2 separate regions of the Sus scrofa genome follow, and region 2 is linked to region 1. Evidence: chromatin contacts called from public HiChIP or PLAC-seq data. All regions are on one chromosome and are shown on one strand. Each heading gives the region's core, a stretch centred on a gene start, on an enhancer-like site or on the middle of the called end of the contact. The rest is flanking DNA. Distances are from core to core; before and after follow the strand shown.

Region 1 (7,727 bases), core at 3,068-5,567:
CTGTGGTGTACAGGTGTAAGGTATGTTAGGGCAAAGACAATGCTTTAGCAGTGTTCCCATCATGGATCAGTGGAAACCTGACTAGCATCCATGGGGATAAAGGTTCGATCCCTGGCCTTGCTCAGTGGGTTAAGGATCTGGCGTTGCTGTAAGCTGTGGTGCAGGTCGCACACATGGCTCAGATCTGGTGTTGCTATGGCTGTGGCATAGGCTGTCAGCTATAGCTCCGATTGGTCCCCTAGCCTGGGAACCTCCATATGCTGTGGCTGCAGCCCTAAAAAAGACCAAAAAAAAAAAAAAAAAAAGCTGCAGTGAGCATCCTTGTCTAAGACCAGTCTTCAAATCTGACATTTCAGCCAACACCCTACCTCCTCTTCCCCCACCCAGTGACTGAGTAAACTCCAGCTGCTGCACATCTATCCTGTGGGTGGGCGACCAGGCCTGAGCGGCCGTGACCTCATTCCACTAAGAGGTCGGTCTGTGAGCTCCAAGGAGCTGCAGAAAATAGCCACATGTTATCTTGTTTGTAAGACATATTTTAGTTTAAATTTTTTTAGTGTGTGTGAAGATGTTGACAATATGACAGTCATGCAGCGTGGCCGCAGAGGAACTATGTTTACAATTTAACGTTGAAGTGAAAAAGCACGACACTCCACTTTTGCATGCACTGAACTCATCTGTGTCAAATTAGGCAAATAGAAGCCCTGACTTTAGTTAGCATGATTATGGGTGGGGTTTCCCCTTTACTTTCCAAACTTGTAGCACGGGAACTATGATGCTAATTTTTCTTTTTCAAGTTTCTGTGCTCTCTTATTTTTGGCTTGTGATGACGTGGTCAGATTCCTTGAAAGCCCCCAGGGCAGGTCTTGGGGTGACTTGGCTGCCAGGCAGGCAGATGTGTTTGGTTGTCCCCTTGCACTTCAGGCCAGCCGTCCCTGGGGGCCACTGCTGCAGCTCTTGTGCTCATGGGAACCCACTGTGGGCTCCTTGATTCTGTTGATTTTAGAGTATTGGTGTCTTATTAATTTGAAAGTATTTTGATTTTTCAAGTGAGACTTTGGGGACTTTTTTGCTCATCATCCTCTGAATAGTTTAGTCCAGAGTTTTGTTGTGGTAGAATACACTTTTCCTGAGCTAAATCTGTGACAGCGAAAATGGAAATCTATTGGAAACACTCTGTCTGAAGTAACTCTAACATGCTGTTTGCTAACCACCTGCATGAAATATTTATCTTCATAAAAATTTAGGTTTTTTTTTTGTTTTTTTTTTTTTTTTTTTTTTTGGCTTTTTAGGGCTGCACCCATGGCATATGGAGGTTCTCAGGCTAGGGGTCCAATCGGAGCTACAGCTGATGGCCTACACCACAGCCACAGCAACACCAGATCTGAGCTGTGTCTGTGACCTACACCACACCTCACGGCAATGCTGGATCCTTAAAACACTGAGCGAGGCCAGGGATTGAACCTGCAACCTCATGGTTCCTAGTTGGATTTGTTTCCACTGTGCCACAAAGGCAACTCCAAAAATTTAAGTTTTATCAGAGTTCGCGCTATGGTTGCAGTGGATTTAGAATCCCACTGCAGTGGCTCAAGTTGCTGTGAAGGCTCTGGTTTGATCCCTGACCCGGAGCAGTGGGGTAAAGCATCCAGCATTGCCACAGCTGTGGTTCACATTCAGTCCCTGACTGGGGAACTTCCATACGTGGGGGGGGGGGGGGTGCTGCCATTAAAAAAATTAAGTTTTATTGATAGGATTACTGCTTACTAAAACAAGGAGGGGAGGGAGGCCTCTTGAAGAAAAAGTTAAACTCGAAGCAGGACTGTTTAAAAGTGTTGAATCAGGAGTTCCTGCTGTGGCTTAACAGTAACAAACCTGCCAAGTATCCATAAGGACTCGGGTTCGATCCCTGGCATTCCTCAGTGGGTTAAAGATCTGAAGTTGCCTTGAGCTATGGTGTAGGCTGGCAGTTAGAGCTCTGATTCGACCCCTAGCCTGGGAACTTCCATGTGCTGTGGGTGTGACCCTAAAAAGACAAAAAAAAAAAAAAACAAACAAAAACCCAAAACAAAACAAAACAGTGTTGAATCAGCCTTCAGTGGGAGATTAGCCACAGCCTCACTCTGGGGACCAGGACAGCTCTCCAGGGTTCCTGGCAGGTGGTTGCTATTCCCTCTCTCCTTCCTCTACAGACGGCTCAATTTCCAGCTTTCTCTCTTTTTCTCTGGGTATCTTCGTGGGGGTGCTGTAATTGCATTCATGGGTTAACATTGTTTCCTGGAGTCTGTTTAATAAGGTAGAGTTAAATGGAAATGCACAGAAATGCACAGACATGGAGGGCACTCTGGCAAGACCGTCTAAGAATCAGACCCTGTGATGTTTGTGAAACAGCGGAGGTGCCGTGAACCCTCCAGGCTCCTGAAAGTCTAGAGGTCTGACACCTCTCCCAATGTGTCTTCTCTCCTCTGGCCCCTGCTCCTGCTCGTTTCCTTGCCCTTGGTCATCTTCTGGAAGAGGAGACCCTCCTCCTTTCCCTCCTTTCTCATCAGCCCCTGCATCCATTGCCCTGGCAGGAGTGCCTCCATGGCCTGCAGCAATGTGGACCTCCGGAGCCGCGAGTGGGCCTGCAGAGGGGAGGCCAGATGAGGCAGGCAGGGCTCCCAGAACTGCCCAGATGCCTGCAGCGCAGGCAGGCAAAGCAGGCCCAGGCCACTGAGCTCTTAGATCCCTAGATTCCCGCAGGTCCCTTAGAGGAGCCTAGGCATGGCAGTCCATTCTTAGAAGGCGGGGTTGCATGGAGGGCAGGGCAGCTGCTTCTCAATGTCTGATTGCTCTACTTCTTTTTTTTATTATTATTATATTTAGTTGTATAGCCATCATCACAACCCAATTTTACATTTCCATCTCAAACCCCCATCCCCTGCCCCAACCTGTCTCCTTTGGTAAACTATAAGTTTTTGAAAGTCTGTGAGTCAGTTTCTGTTCTGCAAAGATGGTCATTGTGTCCTTTTTTTAGATTCTACATATGAGTGATAGCATATGATGTTTGTGTCTCACTAACTTCACTTAGTGTGAGAATCTCTAGGTCCATGCATGTTGCTGCAAATGCCATTATTTCATCCCTTTTCATGGCTGGCAATATTCCATTGTGTATATGTACCATATCTTCTTTATCCACTTCTCTGTCAATGGACATTTAGGTTGTTTCCATGTCTTGGCTATTGTATATTGGGGTACATGTATCTTTTTGAGTCCTGGTTTTCTCTGGATAGATGTCCAGGAGTGCAATCACTGGATCAAATGGTAATTCTATTTTTAGTTTTTTGAGGAATCTCCATACTGTTTTCCACAGTGGTTGCACCAATTTACGTTCCCCCCAACAGTGTAGGAGGTTTCCCTTTTCACCTGGGGACAGGGTTCTGTACTATGATGAGCCTTCACCCATGACCTCGGGCCATGGCAGGAGGTAGGCTCCTATCTGGGAAAGTACACAAAGTATAACTTTCCATTCTTTGCCCTTAAAAAACAAACAAACAAACAAAAAAGGCTAATTGATCCAGAGGTTTGTTTTGTTTTTTTTTTAAATCCACTTTATGTGTTTATTTTTTCACTTTTTTCCTTTCCTTTTTTTTTGGGAGGCGGGGGAGCTGCATCTGCGGCACATGGAAGTTCCCAGGCTAGGGGTTGACTCGGAGCTGCAGCCGCTGACCTACACCACAGCCACAGCAACTCAGAATCTGAGCTGCATCTTCAACCTACACCACAGGCCATGGCAATGCTGGATCGCCAACCCACTGAGTGAGGCCAGGGGTTAAACCCACATCCTCATGGATCCTATTTGGGTTTGTTTCCACTGCACCACAGTGGGAACTCCCTAAATGAGCTTTGACATTTTGGACTAGTCTTAGATTTACAGAAAATTTGCAAATATAGAAAGTTCCTCTACAACCCCCACCTTGCCCAGTTCCCCATAGCGTTGACGTCTTATGTTGTCATGGTGCATTGTGGTACATGAGTCACAGTATTGAATCAGTACTGATACATTTTTCTTAACTGAAGTCCATACTTTCTTAGATTTCCCTAGAATTTGTTTTTTTTTTTTTTTTTTTACCAGATGTCCTTTTTCTGTCCCTGTCCCAGAATCCTATCCAGGACACCATGTTACACTTGTCTTATTTCCTCGGAGTTCTCTTGGTTGTGGTACTTCTGCAGACTTGCCTTGTTTTGGATGACCTTGACACTTTTAAAAGAGTAGTGTTGTGATATTTGTAGAATGCCCTTCATTGTGGGTTTGTCTGACGTTTCTCTTGTGATTACACTGGGGTTATCAGTTTTAAGGAGGAAGACCTCAGAGGAGTGCCTTCTGGTCACATCCCAGCAGGGTCCATGCTGTCAGCATGACTCAATCCCCTGGCTGGGGTGGCATTCATCAGGTTCACCCACAGTAAAGTTACACTCCCCCTCTGTTGTCTTTGGAAGCAGTCACTGTGCAGCCCACAGGTAAGGGGTGGGAGTTAGGCTCCAACCCTTTGAGGGGACAGAGTTACTTATATAAATGGCTTGGAATTCTTGGTGGGAGATTTGTCTCTTCGTTTATTTATTCAGTCATTTATATCCGTGTGGACTCTTGGATTTTTTCTACTTTGGGTTATAATCAGTACTAGGTTATTTATTCTGATACTCCAGCTTTGGCTATGGGACTCTCTCGGTTGGCTCCTGTAGTCCTTTGACATACCCTTATTGTTAGGGTTTTTTATTGTTTTGTTTTGTTTTCCTGTCTGTTGTCTTTTTAGGGACTGCACCTGAGGCATAGGGAGGTTCCCAGCTACCGGGTTGAATCAGAGCTGTAGCTGCCAGTCTACACCACAGCTATAGCAACACAGGACCCGAGCTGTGTCTGCGACCTATATCACGGCAGTGCTGGATCCTTAAACCACTGAGTGAGACCAGGGATAGAACTGCATCCTCATGGATGCTAGTCAGATTCGTTTCCACTGAGCCATGACGGGAACTCCCCCCTCTCTTTTTTTTTTTTTTTTTTTTTGATCACACCTTTCCTTTGGCGCGCTGCCCAGCATCCCAGCTGCATCTTGTACATTTCCTGCCCCAGCCCTAGAATTGGCCATTTCTCCAAATAGCCCTCATCCTTTTTGCATTTGAAACCAAGACCTGAGCACTGAATGGTTATGGTTACTGTAATTTCAGTTCATATGTACTCAACAGAGCAATAAAAGCAAAACACATAAGTAGCAATACTAGTGAGAAATAGAGGCTCCATGACCAGCACTGCTGCCCCTTCTCCGGCTGCTCACAGATGTGGTCATACACCTGCCGTGCACCTCCCTCTGAGTTCTGACTCTGGAACTGTCTCTGTAGTGCTGATGCCCGTGTCACAGGCCCTCACTCTGACCCTGCAGCCACACAGTCTTAGTGGTTCATGGTGGAGCTGCAGTCAGTGGATCTGGAGTGAATGATTCCTGCTCCCTGAGTCCAGTGGTGGCTCTCAGTCAAAAGCAGTAAAGTCTCCATCTGAGAAAGAAACTTGATGGAAGAGTTTTAGACACACGATGAATTATGTGGGCAGAGAGTGCCCCAGGGCCCCTGAAGGGGGCTGCTTGAGACTGGGGTCCAGGGAGAGGACTAAGAGCTTGGCTTGGAGCTGGACCTGCAGGCAGGCTGGGAGGGGTGGGGTCGGGAGCACCATGGCAATTACAATATAGAAGCTGCAAGTGTGGGGTGCTGAATGGAAGTCTTGTACCCCAGCCTGCACACTCCAGGCTGAGTGCGTGCGTGTGCCTGTATGCGTGTGTTCATGTGCTTGTGTGCGTGTGTATAAGTGATGTCTTTGCCTCTGAGCCTTACTTGGAGGCCAGGTCGGACTTGTTGCCTTAGCCCCATGGGGTGGGGGTTGGGGGACAGTGGGAAGAGAGGGAAGAGGGTGATGAAAGCCAAGAGTTTTCAGAGGAACCCAGCCACTGCCCAGTGTGGTTGGTAGCTAGGAAGGGGTGGCGCGTCTGAGCTCCCGAGAAGGGTGGGCCCCAGGGCAGAGGATCCAGGGGAAGCCACTTCTGCAGGGGGCGAGGGTTCAGGCTTCAGCAGGTGCCAGGAGTCCAGGGCTGGTGACTCGCTGAGGTAGCACAGCTGGCTCCAGCCTTAAGAGAGGCCTTAGGGCTGAGGGAGAGGGATTTGGGTGTTATCTCCCATCACGGCGCAGGAGCCTGGCCTGCAGCCTGTCCTGGCAGTTGTCCTGGCTGTTGGCAGAGGGAGTGGCTGAATGAAGGATGAACTGAGGGATGCTGAAGCCCGGCAGGGATGGGGGTGGGGGTCTGCGCTTACATATCACTCACTGATGCCATAATACCTGGTGGTTTAAGGTCCTCTCTTTTGGGGACTCTCTGCTGGAACTCTGAGGTGCCAGCTCCTCTGACAATCTCATTCCAAAGGAAAGTTAACCCTAATGTTTTTTCTTGGTAGAGCGACCTGCTCCTCCCCTTCCCAAGCCTGAGAGGATTCATGAAGCTACTCTCCGCACTCCATTATGGGTATAACTGGTTTCTGGTGTGAGGCATCTTTAAGCTGCTCCTCCCCTTCCTGAGCCTGAGAGGAGGCGTGAGGATACCCCCCAGCTATGAGTGTAACCGGTGTGGGGCATCTTTAATTCTCTAGTCTGAGTGTCGGTCCTTGGGTGACATGATATTTTGTGTAGGGTTCTCTTGTCATCCTTCTGTGCAGCCATGAAGTAGTGACTGCCTTTTCCAGCTCCTTCTGTATGGAATTAACATCTTCCTGGGGTCCACGTGCCTGTGGAGTCATGTGGACAGTCCAGAAGGGGCTAGGGTCCCAGGGCTTACCCAGAACTCTATGACTTTACGGGGTGGTGGCCGCGACCCAGGTGGGGACTGTGGTGGTGGTGGGAAGTGCTCCGATTCAGGGTGTGTCACAGGACCTGTCACTGGGCTGGCCTTGTGGGGGTGGGGACTGAGAGAGGAGGTGAGGACGAGTCCCTCTTTCTGGCATGGACTACCCACAGGATGGTGATGCCCTTGGCTGGGATGGGGCAGGGTGGCACTGATGGTCCCAGGGGGTGAGGATGTCCCTTGAAGGCCGGGTTATTCTGCTGGTTTTCTTTTCCTGACTGTGCTCCTTTTCACCTGGGAACCCCTAAAAGGAGAGGTGAAGATGGTGTCAGAGACGGTACCTGGCTTTGGAGATGGAGCCCCTGTGAGGTGAGGAGGCCCACGTGGGAGGGGCCTCACTGAGGTGCCCCAGGTCGCTGGTCTGTGATGTCATGGTGAAACGGAGGAAGAATGTGGGTTTCGGGTGAGGGAGTTGGATGCCTCGCCTCACTGGTTTCATGTGAGGTCTTCCGGAGGTATTTGCGTCTGGTGAGTCCTGACCCCTTTGTTGTCCCCACAGGGGGGGCACCTGCCTTCCTCTCCTTCTGTCTAGAACTAGGATTCCACCTCTTCTTGCCCTGGGATCACCAGAAACCTGTGGCACCAGTGCGTCCTCATAGACACCATGGGGAGCAGGGGCGCCCCACCGCTGGGCTGTGGGCGGCGACAACTAGGTGAGGGTGGCGGGGCTGTGCCTGCCCCTGGCCACAGAGCATGTTCAGGTGAGGTGGTGGGTCCTTGGGGTGTCCAAACAGGTCATGAAAGGTTTTTTTTTTTTCCCAAAAATTATTCTTTTACAATACATGAACTCTTGCTTAGGCTAAAACAAAACAC
Region 2 (7,727 bases), core at 3,388-5,887, 42 kb before region 1:
CTGTTTTGTTTTGTTTTGGTCTGCTATTAATATAACCACTGTAGCACTCTGTTGGTTACTGTTTACATGGTAGACTTACCATCAACCTATTTATGCCTTTGAATTTTGTTTCTATAGAGCACATAGTTGGTCCATGTTCTTCTTTTTTAAAAATCCATCTGATAATCTCTGCCTTTTAATTGGAGCATTTAATTTATTTACATTTAATATAATGTGACAAGGTAGGATATAATCTGCCTTTTGTTATTTGTTTTCTATGTATCTGGACTTCCTGCCGTGGCACAGTGAGTTAGTGATCTGCCTTGTCTCTGTGGCATTGAGGGTTCAATCCCCGGCCCAGCACATTGGTTTAAGGATGCGGGTCAGATTCAGTCTCTGGCCTGGGAACTTACAGATGTCACAGGTGTGGCCAAAAAAGTAAAACAAACAAACAAAAAAGAGTATTTGGTATCTATATATCCTATATCTTTTTTTGTTCCTCTCTTCCTCTATTGCTTCTTCTATTACTGCCTTCTTTTGTAGTAAATAGATATGTTCAAGTATATTTTAATTCCCTTCTTTCTTAATTTTTTATTAATGTATTAATTTATTTAAAATTTTAAATTATAGTTGATTTACAGTGTTGTGTCAATTTCTGCTGTACAGCATAGTGACCCAGTTATACACACACACACACACACACACACACACACTTTTTTTTTCTTGTTCTTTTTCTTAGTCTTTTTTTCCTTCATTTTTGAAAGATAGGTTTTTTTCTGAATATAGAATTCTAGGTTTATAGCCTTTTCCTTTCAGTACTTTGACTATATCATCTTATTGCCTTCTGACTTCCATGATATTAATTTTAGTGAGGATCCCTTATACCTGATGAATTGCTTCTGTCTGTGTACTTTCAGGAGTCCCTCCATCTTTGGCCTTTGATAGTTTGATGATGATGTGTCTAGGGTGAATCTATTTGAGTTTATCCTAGTTGGAGTTTATTAAACTTCTTGGATGTGTAAATTAGTGTTTTTCATCAAAATGAGAAGGTTTTAGCCATTACTTCTTCAAATATTCTTTCTGTTCCTTTCTGTTTCCTCTCCTTCTGGGATTCCTACTGTGTTGGTATGGTGCCCCACAAATCTCAGAAGTTTCTGTTCATGTTTTTTCATTCTTTTTTCTCCGTGTTCCTCGGACCAGGCAATATCAATTGACCTATTTTCAAATGTAATTCTTCCTTCTGTCAGCCCAGTACTGGGGTGTACCCCTCTAACAAATTTTTCATTTCAGTTATTACAGCTTTCCAAAAAGGATTTCTGTTTAGTTCTTTTTTATAATTCCTATGTCTTTTTGATATTCTCTCTCGCTCTCTCTTTCGTGTGTGGTGTGTGTGTGTGTGTGTGTGTGTGTCTTTTTAGGACTGCACCAGTGGCATATGGAGGTTCCCAGGCTAGGGGTAAAATTTGAGCTGTAGGCACTGGCCTATGCCACAGCCACAACAATGCCAGATCTGAGCCATGTCTGTGACCTACACCGCAGCTCACAGCAACGTTGGATCCTTAACCCACTGAGCGAGGCCAGAGATTGAACCTGCATCTTCAAGAATACTAATCAGATTTGTTTCTGCTGAGCCACAATGGGAACTCCTAATAATCTCTTTTTGTTACTCTCATACCTTCCTTTAACTTTTGAGATATTGTTTCCTTTAGTTATTTGAACATGTTTATAATAACTGGTTTAAAGTCTTTGTCTAGTAAGTCCAACATTTGTGTTTTCTCATGGACGTTCTCTTGACTACCTTTTAACCTGTGTCCTTTCCTCTTTCTTTACGTGTCTCATAACTTTTTGTTTAAAACTGGACATTTTAAATTATATAATGTCACAATTCTGGAAATCATATTTCCCTTTACCCGAGGATTTGTTGTTGCTTTTTGTTTGTTTAGTGACTCCCTTGGGATAATTCTATAAAGTCTGTATTCTTTGTCATTGTAGCTACTGAAGTCCTTGCTTGGTTAGCTTAATTCTTATCTTTTTATTGATATTCTTTGTGTAAATTTGCTAATTATTATACAAAGATTATTCTCAAAATGCTGGGACCAATATGTCTTTATGGAGGGTCTCTGTATGTGTGTTGAGGCATGTCTGCATTACTCAGGCAAGCAATTTAAAACTCTGCCTTAGCCTTCATTTCTTGTTTGCTCAAAGCCTCAAGGTCAGTCAGAAGTGAGAGTATGGCCTTCTTAAGTCTTTCTTGTACATATGCGCAGTTGTACATGTGTGTAACCCTTTAGAGTCCCAGAAATGTGTCAAATCTTTCCAAAGTTCCCCCATGTACATCTTCCTCATTCTTTCAGGTTAATTGGCTCACTTCTTTCTAGCTCCACCTCATATTACCACCTTAGGCACCTGCACTACTAATAATTACTACTGATTGCTTTCAGCAAATGCCCTGTGGATAGGGCCATGTGCACCAAAATAAGCACTGAGTCAGGTCAATTAAAGACAAGCCCTGAGAATGGAGCTTTTCTAGCAAGCTGCCAGACCAGTCAAATAGTGACAATTCTCTGGGGATAGGGCTTTATGAAGTACTCCAAATCCTTTTTTGCCCTTGCAGTGGCTGTGAGGCTATGGTTTTTACAGCTGCTGTGGCAGCAGGGCTGTTGATTTTCAAGACTCCATATATTCTCTAGTGAAAACACATGTAAACATAAATATGTCGTATTTGATGGCCCCCAAAAGAAATTCTCATGTTTGTTGGTTCTAGTCCCCAAAATAGCACTCAGCTCTTAATTATCAAAATATAGCTTATCTCAATCAGCTTACTTATTGTATATAGGTTATCTAGTTTCACAGGTTTATCAGAATCCCCGGAGGGCTTATTAAAATACAAATTGCTTGGGCCCACTTTGAGTGTCTGATTCAGCACATCTAGTAAGTCAACATTTGGGGAATTTGCTTTTCTAGCAAGTTCTGAAAGGACATTAGTGCTGCTATTCGGGTACCACATGTTGAGAGTAGCTAAAGGATGCATATATTTTCCCACAGGCACACCTCTAGGATACTTTCTTCTTTCATGTTGTGATGCCTGGGGAATGCATAGCACCATATTTACTAACAAAATTTGCTCCTTTTTCTCTTGATAATGTTCACTCTGCGGTGAAATTGGGGCTTGTTCCTTGTCACACTGAAAATATGATTAATCTTTGTAAGATTATCCTGAATCACACAGCAGTAAAGTACAAATGTTATTGGAAGCCTGATCTTAATTCACTGTTTGTTACTATGCTAAATGAACAGTTGAACTTAGACTGCCTATTTTTAAATGTTTGTGAATTTAAATTTAAAACTAATGATTTAAAAATTCTCATGGCTTGATTAAAGTTAGCATGGCCATAAAATGTATTGTCTGAATATTTCTGAAAACACTTTTGAGACTGGAAGGGGACCCTACTGATAATTTTGCTGAGTAAAAGATGTAAACTGGGCTTGCCCCAGCTAAACCAGGTATGTTGGTCATTCTAATTTTAGAAAATAAACTATAAAAACATTTCCACATTTCCAGTTTGATTTTCTTGGCTTTAATTTTATACTGGGCTTATTTCTGTTAATATTTCTTTCCATTTATCTGAGGAAATAATAAAAATGGTTCCGTTAGTAAATTACTTCTCATAGGAATAAAATAAAAAGTCAGAAAAAAAAATTAAAGTTTAAAAAGTTTTATATTTACTTGTTTTTATTGCAGACCGTTGTTGGTTTTTGATGACGTGGGGAAGCTCGAATTTATTTCTATGATATTAGAGAATTTTTAAGTTTCATTTCTAACTAGTGAATGTCTTTTCTTCTTAAAGTAAATCATAAATGCCTGTTTTTATACCTGAAGGATGTAAGGTCCGACTGAGAAATGTTCTGGTTTACTCAATTAAAATCGTTTACATTTAAAAAATTTTGAGAACTTTTTTTTCTGATAAAGTTTAAAGACCTGAAGGTAAATGTTATATTCAGCCCAGTATTTACCCTTGCTCAAGCACAAATATTAAGGTTTATTAAACCTTCATATTAAAGTGAAGTTTTTCTTCCAAAACTTCTGACTATTCTGTTTCTCCCCCTCTATGGAAAAATAGGACTTTGGGAGGGAAGTTTAAGGAGCTGATATTTGAGAGTCTATCAAAGTAGATTTTATACAATATGCCAGGACAGCCTGAGAGGGTAGCGGTTTCTCTCTTCTTTTTGTTCATCTGTATCTTTAAAGTACGATTTTAATTTTTGCTTGTTTCTGGGTTGAATGTTTAGTTCCCCTAAACATTGCCAAGGTAGTGTGTAAGACCGCCCCAAGGGAGTCGCGCAGACACCGGTACACATGGCCAGAGCAGTTCCCTGTTCGCCGCTTTTCCCAGCAGCCTTCTTCCTCGGGGATGCATCCGGGCCTTAGAAGCCTCAGTATATGTGATGGCGAAAATGCCACGATCTTATTAAGTCAGAAGTTCAAGAACTCTTTGCAGGCGATTCGGTCACAGCTGAAAGTGGGTGTTAGAGGAACGCGGGAGAAGTCAGCGTGAGCCGCCGCGGAGGAGGACCAGCTGGGTGGGGGTGGCCGGGATCGGGCGTGGGGGCGGCCCAAGGAACGCGCATGCGCGGTGAGGGGGCGGGGCCGGGGCGGGGCTGGCGTGGCCTCCAGAGCGGTAGCAGCGGCGGTGGCGGCGGCGGCAGCAGCGGGTCTGGGGCGGCAGCAGCGGCTCTGGGGCTGCAGCGCGGGCGACGGGTTCGCGGCTAGGCTGGGCGCCGCGGGCTGGGGTAGGAGGACCAGTATTTGGAGCCAGGCCGCCGTCCACGACGTGGCGACCGAGCGACGGCGCTGCTGCTGCGGGACTCGAGCGCGCGGCCCGGCGGGACCGAGAACGGCGGGGCGGCAGGGCGTGGGCGCCGCGGGCCGGGACGCGCCAGGTAGGTGCTCCGGACCGGGCCGGGCCGGGTGCGAGGGAGGGGGGCCGAACCGGCGGCTACGAGCCTCCGGGGACCGGGATGCTTCTCGGGCGGAACGGGGCGCGGCGCGCATCCAGACACCCGGCGCGCGGGACGCGGACGGCGCCGCGGTTGTCATGGAAATCGTGCAGCCTAGCGGTTCCCCGGTGGTGGCGTCTCGGGGAACAGCCCGACCCTGGCGATCCCTAGCTGGATGACGCCCCGGGCGCCTCGGGCTGAGGGGAGTGCGGTGCTGGCGCGGGCGGCGGGGAGCCGGGATGCGGGACGCAGCGCTGGTCTTGGTGCGTCTCCAGGGCTGGATCTAGTGACTCCAGACGCTGAAGGCCTCGCGGTGTTTCGAGTGTAAACAGAACCGGGTAAAAATAAACATGCACCTGGGTCCCCATGCTTCAAACTCTTCCCTTTAATGCCGGCCCACAGCCCCTGACAACATTTCTGCCATCTTTGCTGTTGACATTTTGTTTCTTTATGGCTTTGCTAGTCAAGGAATTGAGGCCTGAGAAACCTCAGGGATCTGAGACCCTCTCTTGCAAAGCTAGTCATGAATGTGCAGGCCATAGAAGATTGAAACACTTAAAACGTCAACGGTTAATTTATGTCTTTGTGGGCGAAGGGAGTGGTGATGAGCTTTGCTCTCCCTCCCCTTGTCGCCTGCCCTCTGACATTACATAATGATGTGTTCCTCCTGCTCCGAGTTTATCCATAATGACAGATCATGAAAATAGTCCTCTGGGTAAGAAAAAAGTATGGGCAGTTGTAAAGCCCATCTTCTTGTCTTTGGCTTTGCCACTGAATGTGTTTTGGGTTGGGGCAGTGCATTAGAGGCGAATTTGATTTCCCACCTGCCCCTTAGGGCCTCTAAACCAAAGGAATAGGGGATGGGGAGGTGGTTTGAATTTTGCGGTGAAATTCTGCCTGATTCATCTCTGTTCAGTAGATTGTGTGGACTGAGGGCAGGCCGTGGGGTTGGAGACTGAACAGGCTGACTAGGATGTGAATTCTGCATCTGCCAGTTGCTAACTTTGGCTCTCTATTTTCTCATCTCTGGCAGGTGAGAACTGAACTTGCTTTCCAGAGTTTGTTTTGGAATCTAGATGCGATTGGCGTTGGTAACATAGAATAGCTATAGGTTGTCCTTGGATGAAACCCAATTTGTCTTTGGGAAAACAGGCTAACAGGACTTTTTGTCTTTGGATGTAGGCTAGGGCCTTTGTTTTGGGGGTTCTTTGCTGAAATGTTTACTCCTGGAAGATTCAGTTCACTGGTTTCTTTGAAGGAAGTTGGTCCCACGTGGGAAGATCAGTGTGATTGGTCTGTAGGAGGGTTGGTGTCAGAAGACCATGAAGCTGTCCCAGGGGTGATGTGGCATTTCCATGGAGCCCACAAGGCCTTGTTTCTGTGGTGTCTTGTCAGCAAGCCTCTGAAGTAATAAGCCAAAGTTACAGCTACAGGGAGGGTTTGCTCTGAGGACAAGGCTTAAAGGAATGAATGCTGGACAAATTCAAAGAGGAAGCAGAGCCTTTGTTTCTATTGAGTTCAGTGGTAGAATTAGTTGTGCTAATTCTACAGGCTACTTACCTATTTTTCATAAGGCTTATGATATCTCAGTGTGTTTATCTGCTCAGGTACAAGTCCTTTCTCCCAGCTAGATTCAAAGTCAGGAGTAGACAGTATATCTCATTGCTTTTGGAAACTGGATATTTTCTTGTATTGCTGTTAAACTGAATGCCATTAATTTTTTGTTTTATATTTTGTTTTATTGCACCTGTGGGATACAGGAGTTCCTGGCCAGGGATTGAACCTGCACCACAGCAGTGACCTGAGCCACAGCAATGACATACCAGATCCTTGGCTGCTAGGCTACCAGAGAACTCCCGCCATTAGTTTTGTTTTGCTTTAAGGCCTCACCTGAGACATATGGAAGTTCCCTGGTGGGGGTCGAATCAGAGCTACAGCTGCCGGCCTACACCACAGCCACAGCAACTTGAGCCTCATCTGTGACCTACACCACAGCTCATGGGCAACACTGGATCATTTAACGCACTGAGCAAGGCCAGGGATCGAACCTGCATCCTCATGAATGCTAGTTTGATTCGTTTCCACTGAGCCATGATGGGAACTCCCTGCCATTAATATTTTTTCTATAAATCACTTTAAAGGAAAGGATGAAATAAAATAATATACGTGAGAAGTTGTAAGCTGTAAAGCCAGAGAGAGACAGGATGTGTATGACGAAATTATTGACCCTTCAAGTCCCTTTAGCCAGCTACCTACCTGGGAGCATTCTCCTCAGCCAAGCAAATCTACAAATGCACCAGAGGAATGTTACGAAAACGTGTGGGACCAGCTGACCCCCACCACCCATAGTAAGACAGACTAGGGGGGAGACTTTGGACCAAGGCCATATTATCCTAGTTTCTTGTGAAAAACTCCTGTATGGATTATGTATTCCATCATCAGCTACTCAGTGTGTCAGGATGCTTTGGCTTTCACCAAGGGAAGAACTGCACAAATCTGCAGTGAAGAAGGCTTGATTATGTCTTTGCTTCTTCTGTGAAGCTTGATTGATGAGCTAGTCTTGAGAGATCCCGCAAAACAGCCTTTTTCAGGGTGCTGGAACAGAAGCTCTGTGAGGAGAGCAAATTCAGGGGAAACCAGTATTAATACCAGGCAGGGCAGACCTGCTTCATTTTGTCTCTGTGCTTTTAAGGAAAGTGCCATTGTGAACTTAATCTATAGGAATTTACCTCTATTTCTATGGATATGCA

What was found. HiChIP or PLAC-seq counts read pairs in DNA pulled down with a chosen protein or histone mark.
Region 2: an H3K27ac HiChIP or PLAC-seq map of alveolar macrophages shows a contact between it and region 1. The contact joins two enhancer-like sites. A contact is called at or near these places in 1 of 5 promoter capture datasets (liver), 2 of 47 Hi-C or Micro-C datasets (liver and skeletal muscle) and 1 of 2 datasets of contacts at active chromatin or transcription factors (alveolar macrophages).

Annotation. Positions count from the first base shown.
Region 1 is chr3:55,789,116-55,796,842 of Sscrofa11.1, reverse strand. No RefSeq gene overlaps it. Among named protein-coding and RNA genes, the nearest start is that of INPP4A, 33 kb to the right of the region's middle. Within about 2 kb of position 4,317, at least 7 of the 83 cell types and tissues checked have an H3K27ac peak or open chromatin away from gene starts, as enhancers often do. A contact at or near this core is called in alveolar macrophages, where this site is marked.
Region 2 is chr3:55,831,296-55,839,022 of Sscrofa11.1, reverse strand. No RefSeq gene overlaps it. Among named protein-coding and RNA genes, the nearest start is that of INPP4A, 75 kb to the right of the region's middle. Within about 2 kb of position 4,637, at least 60 of the 83 cell types and tissues checked have an H3K27ac peak or open chromatin away from gene starts, as enhancers often do. A contact at or near this core is called in alveolar macrophages, where this site is marked.